Regions from separate parts of the Mus musculus genome. Here regions 1, 3 and 4 are each linked to region 2. A link is a contact called in public HiChIP or PLAC-seq and promoter capture Hi-C data. All regions are on one chromosome and are shown on one strand. The core of a region is the stretch at or near the end of the contact, and the rest is flanking DNA. Distances in the headings are between cores, read along the strand shown. Region 1 overlaps Ncoa2 (nuclear receptor coactivator 2). Region 2 holds the start of Tram1 (translocating chain-associating membrane protein 1). Region 3 has its middle 26 kb from the start of Gm39592. Region 4 holds the start of Prdm14 (PR domain containing 14).

The links. HiChIP or PLAC-seq counts read pairs in DNA pulled down with a chosen protein or histone mark. Capture Hi-C pulls out chosen DNA fragments and counts their contacts.
Region 1: an H3K4me3 HiChIP or PLAC-seq map of forebrain shows a contact between it and region 2, with 4 times the contacts expected there. The contact joins the enhancer-like site here to the promoter of Tram1 in region 2. A contact is called at or near these places in 8 of 39 promoter capture datasets (the 3T3-L1 cell line, the HPC-7 cell line, cranial neural crest and 4 more), 2 of 484 Hi-C or Micro-C datasets (bone marrow-derived macrophages and nephron progenitors), 12 of 115 datasets of contacts at active chromatin or transcription factors (cardiomyocytes, embryonic basal ganglia, embryonic forebrain and 9 more) and 2 of 9 other capture datasets (adipose tissue and liver).
Region 3: an H3K27ac HiChIP or PLAC-seq map of embryonic stem cells shows a contact between it and region 2, with 2.3 times the contacts expected there. The contact joins the enhancer-like site here to the promoter of Tram1 in region 2. A contact is called at or near these places in 5 of 39 promoter capture datasets (cranial neural crest, embryonic stem cells, liver and 1 more), 5 of 115 datasets of contacts at active chromatin or transcription factors (embryonic basal ganglia, embryonic limb bud, embryonic stem cells and 1 more) and 1 of 9 other capture datasets (adipose tissue).
Region 4: a contact with region 2 is called in a promoter capture Hi-C map of pancreatic islet. The contact joins the promoter of Prdm14 here to the promoter of Tram1 in region 2. A contact is called at or near these places in 5 of 39 promoter capture datasets (cranial neural crest, embryonic stem cells, hippocampal neurons and 1 more), 13 of 115 datasets of contacts at active chromatin or transcription factors (acute myeloid leukemia, bone marrow-derived macrophages, craniofacial prominence and 9 more) and 2 of 9 other capture datasets (embryonic stem cells and pancreatic islet).

Annotation. Positions count from the first base shown.
Region 1 is chr1:13,186,994-13,190,191 of GRCm38.p6, forward strand. Ncoa2 (nuclear receptor coactivator 2) reads right to left here. Exons shown (of 23, transcript NM_008678.3): 5 at 3,094-3,197. Among named protein-coding and RNA genes, the nearest start is that of Prdm14, 61 kb to the left of the region's middle. Within about 2 kb of position 1,943, at least 89 of the 459 cell types and tissues checked have an H3K27ac peak or open chromatin away from gene starts, as enhancers often do. A contact at or near this core is called in embryonic basal ganglia, forebrain and neural progenitor cells, where this site is marked.
Region 2 is chr1:13,588,408-13,591,438 of GRCm38.p6, forward strand. It overlaps Tram1 (translocating chain-associating membrane protein 1), which reads right to left and starts at 1,503. Exons shown (of 11, transcript NM_028173.5): 1 at 1,193-1,503. The coding sequence starts at 1,315.
Region 3 is chr1:13,076,917-13,080,064 of GRCm38.p6, forward strand. No RefSeq gene overlaps it. Among named protein-coding and RNA genes, the nearest start is that of Gm39592, 26 kb to the right of the region's middle. Within about 2 kb of position 1,510, at least 20 of the 459 cell types and tissues checked have an H3K27ac peak or open chromatin away from gene starts, as enhancers often do. A contact at or near this core is called in embryonic stem cells, where this site is marked.
Region 4 is chr1:13,125,445-13,128,549 of GRCm38.p6, forward strand. It overlaps Prdm14 (PR domain containing 14), which reads right to left and starts at 1,719. Exons shown (of 8, transcript NM_001081209.2): 1 at 1,666-1,719; 2 at 1-412. The coding sequence starts at 391.

The DNA of each region.
Region 1 (3,198 bases), core at 693-3,192, 400 kb before region 2:
AAACAATGAACACATGTTCTCTGGGGAAATAGAAGTGATTCCATTATAGTGGAAGAGAGGCTAGATTAGGGTCTGCTGTTAAAACCAAAAAAGAAACATGAAGTCTGTTAACCTGCCAGAAGAGAACTATGGCCAAATAAACAAAGCAGGATGGGGGAGTACCACAGGGCTAAGTGCAGGAGTCAGGGCATATGCCAAGAGAGAAAGGGGCTGCTGCTACCTTTTCCCCTCAGTTTAAAAATATCAGGAGAAATCCCCTAATTTTTACTTTTAAGGTGGCCAGGATTTAAGTGAACTCACAGATGGTCGCAGACCTTCAAAGCAACATCCGGCCTTTACTGTCTGGTGTGTAGGGAAGGATCTGGGTAGGCTCTCTGGCCAGGTAGGTGAATGGGGACGGTGCTACGGGCTAAGTGTCTTGGGGGTGGCTAAAACAGCTCAGTGCTGGTTGCCTGCATGCTATAACGGGCTCACTGTCACTCCATGTGCCCACCATGTCTAGACTCCAGAAAGAGACTGGTCTCCACACTTTAGGAAGAGAAGGTAAACAGCAGCTGTGGGCATGTTCACTCTGCTGTGGGCATACTGTGTCCTCCCAAGGCCCTCTTCTCCAAGGCACAGAGGGGATCAGGGGTTATGGAAGGAAAATTGCACATAGTCCGCTAGCGACTCCAGGAGCTCAGATACTTCTCCTGGTAAGACTCCTTCTGGTCTGCCCTGGCAATGGCAGCTCCGTGTCTCTCCTACATCTGATGCTTGTTCAGAACAGAGCAGAGTTTCCCTTCACAGTCTAAGAAGACCTGGACACCTTCAAAGCTAAATTCCCAGTCAGCTGATGCCACTTAGGCTCTTCAGATACATATCTACTGCATTTAAAGCATGCCCAGTCCCCACACGGTGGTGAGGGATGGCCGGAATGCTTGGTCCACCCAAGGCTGTTTATATAAAAGGCTTCTGTTTTGTCAGACTAGATTTCCATCAATCTAAAACTGATTCTGGGGTATAAATAAGAAGTTGTTTAAAGAAAAAGTAAACTGGGTGTGATGGCATCAGCTATCTTAATACCTGGGCTACAGTAGAAGAACAAGGCCAGTCTGGACTAAAGGTCAAGGACCTGTCTTGTAATAATAACAGCAAAAAAGCGAACAACAATGAAACCCAAACCAAAGCAAACAAAAAAACCCACTGGCTTTAGACTTTCCTTAACTAGTCTGTCAGGTTTTCTCTATAGCATGATGCACATTCAGGGTAAAGCAAGACTCTAGAAACCTAAGTGGCCAACAACACAGGCTGCACTAAGCTGTGTACACTGGAGAGGCACAGCAACAGCACATGGCACTTACAGATCTCTTGTTACTTCTCACTACTGCCACCGCTGGGTGTTCGTTCAGCAGAGTTCTTAGGCTTTCAATACTACATTACTAGTGTTGGCTTTGAAAGGGCATGTGGCTTCTTAGAGTATGGTGAGAAGGCTCATTTGTGGCCTAATAAAATTGAAAAATGAAAGTGGCTCGTTTTATAAAACTGTGTTTTTTAAAGCTCACTATGATATGCTCTGATGGCAAGAGCTGACATTTGCTTCTGTTGCCTAGCAACCGCTATGCTATGATGCAAGCATGAGTGTGCATCTATGCCTAGGAACAGCTCTCCGAGCACACACATGCTCTCCCTGTTGAAAGGTCTCCAGTTAAGCCGTAAGCCACTAGATCCCGGAGCTTCCTCTCTGGCACGCTGACTTAGTACTCAGCTTGCACAGGCGCTTCCTCAATGCACTCCACTCATTCTCAGAAGATTATTTTCAAACAGCAAAAATTTTGGTTTGATTTTATGAAATAAGGGCCACTGCCATCCTGCAATCCAGTTTCTACAATTAATGAACTTGTTGCAAGGGCTAAGCCACAGCCTGCCTTGCTCTAAGCGTTTCTTTTTAAAGGCCTCAAAGTCCTCCTTGGGGTTTCAGTGCTATTTCCCACTCCCCGAGGCATAATGAATAAACAGTTATATGGAAAAATTCCAATTAAATCTCTGCTTACAATTCACAAGGTTTTCTAAAGAAAGCTGTCCTCCTCGGCTCTTTTATGTAATTCTAAGTGGTCACCTGGCCACAGCTTTCTTTCCCGCTCCTACAGTGTGTGGGAAGTGCCCCTCTGCCCCCTAGGGATGAGCTGTTAGTTGTTAATGCAAAGGCGAGCTCCCAACTACACAGGACATACCTGCAGATTTAGCGTTTCTAGATGAGAAAGGGGACAGTAAGGTCAAGAGAGTGCCAACTAGCTTTGTTTAAAAAATCCTAGTCCTGAATCCACAAGCCTGCTGCAGCAGGCACAGAGCAGGCACAACGCCGCGGTTCTGACCACGTGGTCCTTTACGCTTAGAATGTCTTCAGCAGAGCAGAGCGCCACGAGACTTGAGATAATTTATGTCTCAGGCAGCTCTGTCTATTCACTGCTATTTCTTCTCTCATTTTACCATAGCCCACATCTTGAATTTTAACTTTGAAAGAGGGACAGTAAAGCACTGGGTGTTTAGTACTCATTAAAAAAACAAGGAGGATTTTATAAGCCTGAGACAGTAGCTGCCCTAAGGCCCTAAGGCCAGTCACTCGGTTATGCTTTTAAAAAGTTCCTTCTTCCTATTTTAACCTTGACTTCTATGAGAAAAACATACTAGTTGGAATTACCAGCCCTAAAAAGCATAACCCTCGTTTTGTTGGCTCTCACATTTTAAACCGTCTACACAGGCCGAGGCATGTGGCACACAGGAACCCTGAGCCTGAGGCAAGAGTCCCACCCTTCAATAGGACGTCCAAGTTCAGCTTCAGAAAATAAGTGCTCAACTGACAATTCACACCTGCACTTCGTATTTTCATCTAATTGAAGTCTATGCTGTTCCACATACAGAGAATGTTGCTGGGGCAAGAGCTCACAGATAGACATTCCCACTTGCATCAGTAAGCACAGCAATGTGGATTCTCCTTAAATCATATGTACCTGAACATACATAAATGCAGCACATGAATACTGAAACATGTGTGATACAAAGCCACGGGAGCGTGGTACTCCAAGCATCAAAACCAGGTAAGGCTGTGGTTACCTCAAGCATCATGGGCCCCAGTGCATCCTTGTCGATGACACCCTGCCCCGTGGACGACACATCTGACTTCTGCACTTCATCTATGTTGGCAGCTGCTGCTTTCTC
Region 2 (3,031 bases), core at 253-2,752:
TTCTCTAAGCCGAATTACCTGATTCCTCAAACGGCAGCTGTGAGGCCTGTACAAGCGATGTAAGGGAGGATGAACAGCGTATCTGAGTTGGGTTATCTAGTAAGCGTTCTGACTAGTTCTATTTGCCCTTCACCCTGCAACCCTCCTTAGTTAAGTGGCTACAACCATCTGTGACACTATCAAGAACAAGAAGTACTTACATGTAGATTCAGAAAAGACTTTTGGAAGAGAAAAAACATCATATAACATAGAAAATTATCTAATGACACCAAATTGGCTCCATGGAAAACAAAAAACAAAATCGTAATCACTTTTCATCACTGGCTGTCTCATTTCATTAGTTCCTTGCTTTCAACTCAAACCTTTAAAGCTCGATTCTTCACAGCGGAAAAAGACTAGTAAAAATGGATGACAAAATATTTATCCTCACTAGGTTACATGCCAGGGAGAGAGGAGACAAAATGGTAATCATCAATATATCAATATATTTAATGAGACTCAGTGGCTTACAGATAAAAAAAAAAAAAATGGAAGGGGGAGGGGAGTGGGCGGAAGTACTGAGGAAGGTGGAAAAAAAAAAAAAACCCGTAGGATGTTACAGGTTCACCTTGCAAACTTTATTACCCACATTCAACAGCTGTTAAATAAGTCATCAAAATACTCAGATCTGTGGGAAGAGAATTTACACACTCCTGACAGTCTCATCGCCTCTGCTTCAAGAAAGGAAATCGCTCAACTCCTCAACACAGCTGTTGCGAGCCTCGCATCGGGATCAGACCCGATGCTCCGGGAACCCAGAGTCCAGAGCCCAGGCGGAAAGTTGGACGAGCGGCCGTCGGCGGGCAGGGGGCCACCGGGTTCGAACACCCGGTCCTCGCCCTCCGCGCAGGCAGCGGCCGAGGCCGTGGGTCGGGGTCGAGCAGGGGTCCCTGTTAGTCATCCGGCCCCGCTGCCCCGGCCCCGGGTCCGCCCATCGCGCAGGGCCAGCACGGCCGCGCCCGCCACCCCCGCCGGCCCCTCGCCGGCTGCCACGTAACCCTTCGCGGGAAGCAGGAACTGCGCGGCGCGGGAGGGGGCGGCGGGCCGGACCGGGCCAGGGCTGCAGGGCCGCGGGGGGCTGCGCAGCTCCGGCCGGGTACGCTAGGGTCGGCGGGCCTGGCCAGGGGTCCGGGGTCCGGGAAGGAGGGCTCACCTCGAACATAAGCCCCAGCAGGAAAAGCATCGCCAGGCAGGAGACGATGTCCGCGTGATTCTGCAGCAAGAATTCGTGGCTCAGCAGCGGCGGGTTCTTGTTGCTCTTCTTGCGAATCGCCATGGTGGAGCCGCCGCCTGTGCCTGCAGGTGCTTCCTCCGCCCCGCTCCGAGCTCTCGGCTGCTCACCGCCGCGCCGCCGCCTCCCGCTGGCTGCTCCGCACAGCCCCGCCGCAGCCGCTCGCTGGGGCTTCACTTCCCATCCCACAGCCAGTACGCAGCCGCCGGGGCGGCCCGAGAAAAAAAAAAAAAAAAAAAAAAAAAAAAAAAAAAAAAAAAAGGCCAGCCTGCAGCGGTGGCGAGCATGCGCACCAGGAAGAAACCGCGCGCTCGCGCCGTGGCCGCACCTGGTGGCCCACAGCGCCCCCTGTGGGCTGGAGGTCGCGGAACGCGAGTGGCGCGCGGAGGTTTCGCGCTGGGAGTTGGGAGTCGTTTGGGGCGCGAGCTTCCTGGGAATGGTTCATACCTTCGCGTGCTGCTGCAGCATGCACGGCTGCTGGGTGCCTTCGCGCCCTCCCGACCCACCCTGGCCTTGGTGCTACCACGTTCCACACTTGTTGGCCACTTGTGTAAGCGATAGCCACCGTCTAGAAAATTTGGAAAAACGAAGTAGCCTGCTTGTTCAAGGGCTTTTCGCGAGTTTGAGCCTTCCAACGTTGCTGTGGATGAGCTAGTGGTTGACTCCTGTAGTCCCATTGTTTGGGACGCTGAGGCAGGAGAAGTGCTCTGAGTTTAATACCATCCAGGGCTACATAGAAGCATCTTGTTTCTAAGTCAAAAATCAAAAACCAAAACCAAACCAAACCAAAAATCCCCTAAGTGTTAAACGCTTGCTTACCTCAGAGTTAAGCTCTTTTCTGTCCTGTCCAACTCCCCGGTCCCCACTGGAAGTTTAGATTTACTTGTTACATGGTATTAACACTACTTAGGAATCCCAAGAAATCGTGAAAAGGGATCCCTTGCCAAATCCTCCACTCTCCTACTTCTGTTTAACCCGGGGTATTTATTTTTTTCTGAAAAAGTGCACTACTTGCCCAGTCCAGAAGCTAAAATCCTAGGTTGCATCTTTTTATTAGCCTTTTGACATCTAATATAGCACCAAATCCAGGCAATTCAGTCTCTTTCCCTATTCCCACCGCTATAGTATAGCCAGGAGGGGGCCTGGCCTGGAATATTACATTTCCAGTGTAATCATGGTAGTTTAAAAAGGTGGTTACTGCCGGCAGTGGTCACACGGGCCTTTAATCCCAGTACTTGGGAGGCATAGGCAGGCGGATTTCTGAGTTCGAGGCCCGCCTGGTTTATAGAGTGAGTTCCAGGATAACCAGGACTACACAAAGAAACCCTGTTTTGAAAAATCAAAAAAAAAAAAGTGGTTATTGCGTCAATTTATTATTATGCTCAACTTATTGCCTGTGTTTCTACAGACAAGTTACTTCTATGAGGCTCAATTCCCTTACTTATGTATCCATTGGCTCAACAAGTAAGGATAGAGAGTTGACCTAGTAGAAACTTCACTGGGGATTCAGAACATAAGGGAAATGTCAAATTAACTGATCATTATGGGCTTACATTCTCATGCTGGAGAGAGAATCTTTTTAAAATATTTTAAAAGTGCAATGTGTTAAGTGGAGCTGAAGCACCAGGAGGAGAAGCTTAGGACAGCTGACGAGGAAGCAAAGCCAGTAGGTTTCATTTGTTGGGAGGGTGATGGCGTCCACCTCAATTATCCAAGGGGCTTCTTCAAGGCTCAAGAGAGCGGGGCACTAGACTTAGCTAT
Region 3 (3,148 bases), core at 260-2,759, 510 kb before region 2:
GTGTTCCTGGACATGGATCCTGAGGCTCTTGAGTGTTAAATCCCACCTAGCTATATTCCCCTCCAAGGCCTCCATTTTATTGGTCTTTATCTCCTTTAAACCTGATTTACCTTGGTTTGTTTTTTGCTTTCTTGTCTGCTTTTTGAGAAAGTGTCTCACTCTGTAGAGTGAGCTGGTCTTGTGTTTTCAAGGGTCCACCTTGCCTCAGCCCACCTAGGGCAAGGTCTACAGGCTGAGAGCTACAATCCTGGCTCTTTGCTCAGTTCTTTTTCTTTTTCTTTTCTTTCTTTTTTTTTTTTTTTTTTTTTTTTTTTTTTTCTCGAGACAGGGTTTCTCTGTATAGCCCTGGCTGTCCTGGAACTCACTCTGTAGACCAGGCTGGCCTTGAACTCAGAAATTCTCCTGCCTCTGCCTCCTGAGTGCTGGAATTAAAGGCAAGCACCACCACACCCGGCTAGGCAGCACATTCCTATGGTAACAGGACAGCAGTGCGGGAGGACAGAGGACAGCAGTGCGGACAGCAGTGTGGGAGCAGGGATTGAGGTAGGGGTTTCCTCATCCTGAGAACTAGGCTCAAACCCTGAGCTAGGGTTGTGCCTCCAATCTCCAACAGGTTAAATCTCCAATATTTATTTTTCTCTGTTATGAATTTGATTTTTCTTCCTAAGATATGGTGCTAAATGAGTATTCGTCTTTCTTTTTTGCTCAATTAATTTCTTTTTGAAAAGTTTACAGCCTTCATTTCACACAATTAACAGTTTCATTAATACTCCTGTTTCCACCAGGCATGGTGGCGCACGCCTTTAATTCCAGCACTCAGGAGGCAGAGGCAGGTGGATTTCTGAGTTCAAGGCCAGCATGGGCTACAAAGTGAGTTCCAGGACAGCCAGGGCTACACAGAGAAACTCTGTCTCGTAAAAACAAAAACAAAAATAAAATAAAACAAAACAAAACAAAGATACTCCTGTTTCCATGTAGATACCTGCTGGTCCTTCATGTATAATGTTGCTCCTAGATCTGTTTATCTCTAAATGTGAGTTTATATGACTGCTGTCTGTATTTTATTTTCTTGTGCTTTTGAGACAAAAATCTCTCTGTGTAGCTCTGGTTCACTACAGAGACCAGGCCAGCCTCAAACTCCCAAGTGCTGGGGTTACAGCTGTGTGCTATCACACATAGCTCATGTAAGTTCTCTTGGTGATATTTATATTTCAAAATCAGAGGTCTAAGAAAGTATCGTCATTATCAACTGACACTACATGATTTCACAAATGATAAACTACTTCACCCATTACTGCCACTGTTCTTCACAAGCTACTTTAATTGTGCAAGCATTGCACGTACAAGGATCATGCCAGACTAAATTAATATCTTGTCCCTGGCCAGAAGGAAACTAAGCAACTAGAAGGTAATGAGTTTATTAACTCGTGATGTCTGCAGAGGAGCCAGGCATCACTGTATAGGATCCCTCTTAGTCCCTCCCCAGGGGGCTGCTCACGGGAGCCTTGCCCACGCATGCGTAATGGATCAGTCTCAGGCAGAGGCACTCTGCTTCCAGTCACAGGAGAGTTTCCCAATCTGAGAGGAGTCCAGCAAGCTCACAGGTTACTATCCTGGGATGGGCAAGACCTCATTCAAATTGTTACAAAGAACATTTGGGTAAAACTAGAGTAACTTTTTTTTTAACAGAAAAATTGTCTTGTTGTGGCTGAGGAATGTAGAGCAATGGCAGCACTCATGAGTGAGGTAAGAAAATGGGCTTAATCCATAGCATGAAACATTTTATTCATTGCTAATCCCATTGCTTAAGAAAAGCAGATTTGGGGCTGGAAAGATGGCTCAGTGGTAAAGAGCACTGGCTGCTCTTTCAGAGACCTGGGTTCAATTTTGATTGCACACACACACACACACACACACACCCAACACTATCTGTAACTCTTATCCCAGGAGGTCTAGCACCCTGTTCTGGCTTTCTCAGGCACATATGCACAGGTTAAAACATTCATACACAAACAATAAAAATAAAGGTTAAAAACATTAAACAAAGCCGGGCGTGGTGGCACACGCCTTTAATCCCAGCACTTGGGAGGCAGAGGCAGGTGGATTTCTGAGTTCGAGGCCAACCTGGTCTACAAAGTGAGTTCCAGGACAGCCAGGGCTATACAGAGAAACCCTGTCTGGAAAAACCAAACCAAACCAAACCAAAACAAACAAACAAACAAAAAACCAAAAACATTAAACAAGGAAAGCAATGCCCTGAGCTGTGTCCAGAGGCTAAGACAGGGTCTCACTATGTGGTCGAAGTTGTCATTAAAACTCAAACACACCTGCCTCAAGCTCCCAGCGCTAGAATTACAGAAACCTGTTGCTGGTTTTAATTGTGGAGTTTGGTTGAATCAACACAAATGTAGCAGTTCTTCTGTCGTTTCTGTTTCTTTTTGCCCGAGGGTCAACTAACTTTCCCAAGACAGCACAAGACTAGACCAGCCGTGGCTCTGTAGGATACTTAGGGTAGCAACCTAGAATAAGGCTAAGAATGTAAATGTGAGGGCTTATCTCAGGCTGAATTAAACTCCAAGGGTGGCCCCAATAGTTTAGAGTTTTGTTTCCAGAACTCCTTAGATGGTTAAAAAAAAAAAAGGCAAATCTTCGGCCACGATAAAAACTCAAGATTCAGGAAGGTATAGAGATGGTCAACAGTTAAGAGCACTGACTGCTCTTCCAGAGGTCCTGAGCTCAGTTCCCAGCAACCACATGGTGGCTCACAGCCATCTGTAATAGGATCTGATGCCCTCTTCTGGTGTGTCTGAAGACAGCCACAGTGTGTGTGTGTAGAAGCGGATGGGGGTGGGAATTGTTTGTTTGCTTGTATTTGGAACAGGCTGGCCTGGAACTTGCTTTGTGGGTTTGAACTCCCAGAGGTCCACCTTTCTCTTCCTCCTGAGTGCCTAAGGCACCTTACCTATTTACTCAACAGTCTCTTCTCCAGAGCTGAGTTTAGGAAGCCAGATCTCCTTTATTATCTATCCCTTGTAGTGTCTGGCATCCTGTAGTTTGCTAATTTTGAAAACAAAGAGAATAAAAATGAGAACATGCTAGGCCTGGAGGGAAGGGTACTTCCGAGTGTGGAAAGAACAGAGACGGCTAG
Region 4 (3,105 bases), core at 469-2,968, 460 kb before region 2:
CGAGGACCAAATTTTGGTTGCTGGAACCGCTGCTCCTATGCTCAGTGCTGTCTAGAAATCGTGGTACTTCGGGAGTGAATTGAGGAATTCGGTTCCATGGTGACAATTTGTACCAGGGCAGATTGTAGAGCGGCTCGCTCTGAACAGCCAGACCCGGGTTCAACAAGGGAGCAGTCATCCGAAAAGCATCAAGAGGGGCCATCGCCTGGGACTCAAGCACTGCAGCTGCCAGTTTCCAAGGTTGAAACTCCTCCTCGGTGGTGGCGAGGTTCCTAAAGTGACTGTAGCCTGGGGCATGCGCGTAGTAGGTAGTCAGGTGGTGAGGGTTGCTCTGGGGCAGGTAGTTCGCCTTGTCCTGGGACTGGGTCTCACCAGAGGGCGGTAAGGCCATCGCAAGCTGAGTTTTGCGGATCTGTGGGAAACCGAGCTGGCTGAGTGAGGGGTCCTAGGTGATCTTAACTACTTCCCTCCACCCCATCAAAGTCAATGAACAAAGTTCCCAATTCGATCCCGCCAATCCTAGCTCGAAAAAAGTAACACAAAAGGCACAAACTCCCACACCAAACCGAACTAAAAAGCCAAACGTCTCAAACCTCTAACGAAAATCTGCCTTGGTGTCACCCGACTGAAAGGTGCTGGCTCAGGTCGCCTTCTCTTTTGCTCCCTAAACCACCTTGACTAAGGAATGCCGGTGACCCCCGCTCCCAAGCCCTCAACCCGGCTCCTACAAAACGGGTTTCAATTCCGTCTCTCTTAATTATCAGCCCAACAAAACGAACCACCCGCCTAGGTCTCTACGAGCGTCTTTTTTTTTTTTTTTTTAATATAATTTTTTTAGCCAAGCTACTAGGGCACGACCCTGCACCGGTTTCGGAGCAGGCAGTGGCTTCAGGCGCTCTTGAGTATGCAGCCGAGATAGGAGAAGTGTGCGCTCTCGGTGGGACAGTGCAGAAGGGGTTCTGAGTCGACTCGGCACCCCAAGGAGTTTAGCGAAACGTCAGCGACCCCGGCGGTCCCAACAGCACCGAGGGGAGCGGAGCGGTATTCGTCCTCCCTCTAGAGACCCACGCCCAGCGCCCCTTCCCGCCACATCTCCAATCTCTTGGCAACCCTAGCCATCTCAACCTAGGTCGCCTCTGGAGACTCCGGGATGACAAGTCCCAAGCCAGGCAGCAGAGAGATGTCTCGGTTGTCGCCGACCTGGCCGCGGCGGCCCTGGCCCCCGAAATGCTTCTTTCTCAGTAGCCACACAGCAGGGCTAAGGAGTGAAGACCCGTAGGGTCCGAGGATTTTAAGATCAGGGATCAATGTGTCCAATAAGGAAAACAACCCGGGTCGTGACTCAGATGTTAAAGAACATAGGGTCAGGGGGCGAGGTCAGCCACCACACAGGCCTCTCCGTCTATCTCCCCCTGAGCCCCGAACAGCGCAGGCTCTAACTCCCAAGACAAGCGACTCCGGAGGTGGAAAGCCAAAATCCAATTACGAAGTTTAAAACAAAAACAAAGCCAAAAACAACTAACTAAGTAAAACAAAGAAAAAACAAAAACAACCAAACAACTGCAAAACGAATTTTGAAAGCGATTACAGAGCACTGTTCCCAGCCGTGCTGGAAGCCTGTAGCCTTCGGGGTAGGTCCCTCCAGCGGGCCAAAGACCTACCTACCTCAGGCCAAGGCTAGGGCGGCACCCGCTGGGTCTCGGGACCCTAGACTTCTGAAACCCCCGAAGGCTGTGCAGGCTTTAAGAGGGAGGGTGCAGATCCGGCCTCAGGGTACTTGGAGAGGGAGGCAGTAGAAGAGATCAGGCCTGTGGAGGTCCCCTGATAGTCTTCTCCCCGCCCACCACACTCATTGGCGAGCGCTTGGATTCCTCCCCAGGTCCCCAGAGATCACCCACTTAACCTAACAGTTCTCTTGACCGTTCCCTGGAATCCTGTGAAGTGCGATTGCCCATCTTGCACAGGCAGGTGTTGTTGTTGTTGTTGTTGATTCAGTCTAGCAACGTCAGGAAATCATAGTGTGGCAAATGTTGCCCAAGGCCAGAGCGTAGCAAATGCTAACCAGTGTTCACCTTCTGTGTGTAAACGCACACGTGCACACATGCACACACCACACACGCACACAAACCCAGAAGTGTCGGCGTGAGAACTAAACAAGTGTTACCCTGGGGACCCAATAAATTCTTCTGTGCCCTCACACACACTACACCCTAAAAGGATGGGTGTAGGAAGCTGAGAGCGATGAATAATGACACCTACACACAGCCCCCACTCTCACACGGAACAATTGTTGCCTAAGCAAGGTCTCCAACACACACAAGGACACACACACACAGACACACAGACACACACAGATACACACACAGACACACACACACAGACACACACAGATACACACACACACACACACACACACACACACACACACACACACACACACACACACACATACAGACTGGCGTCTAGGAGGCCAAGCTTGTTCTTAGTCTTGGTCAAATTTGTCAGAGAACCAGGTAGGCTGAGAAGTTAGGCGTTAGACGCTTCTGAGGCCCCGGGGGTCCTTTTGCCCTTTCTGCAGCTTTTATTTCTTGGTAGGGGAGAACTAATCTCCTCACAGGACACCTTCTCCGCTGACCCTGGCTTGCGACCTTGACCCGAGGCTCTGAGAACCTAGGTCCAGACTGTAACTGTGCTCAACGACTGCATTTTTATTCTCCTTGCAAGCGATGAATAGAGAGAAAGGGGCGTTTAATCCCGTTCACATCCGCAGGTCTAAGCACCTAGGGTGGAGAAAACCGCGCCGAAGCTGGTGACCTTGGTCAGGTTCCACACCATTCCAGTTCCTCTTTGGGCCTGTCACGAGGGGGGGGGACCGCTGTGATGAGTGAGGAGAGAGACTCAGTCTCTCCTCCGGACTGATAGTGATTTGATTACTAATCATAAAACGAGGTTAAATGGGAAGCCGCCCGGAGTTCCAAAACTAGCAGAGAATGGAGGTCTCCTGTCCCCTTGGTCCCTTTAGAGCCCCATGAACTGATTCTGCCTGTGTCCCCGGTGAGGAGGCGCATGAGAAGAGCAGGAATATGCGCGAGCGAATATGCGCGG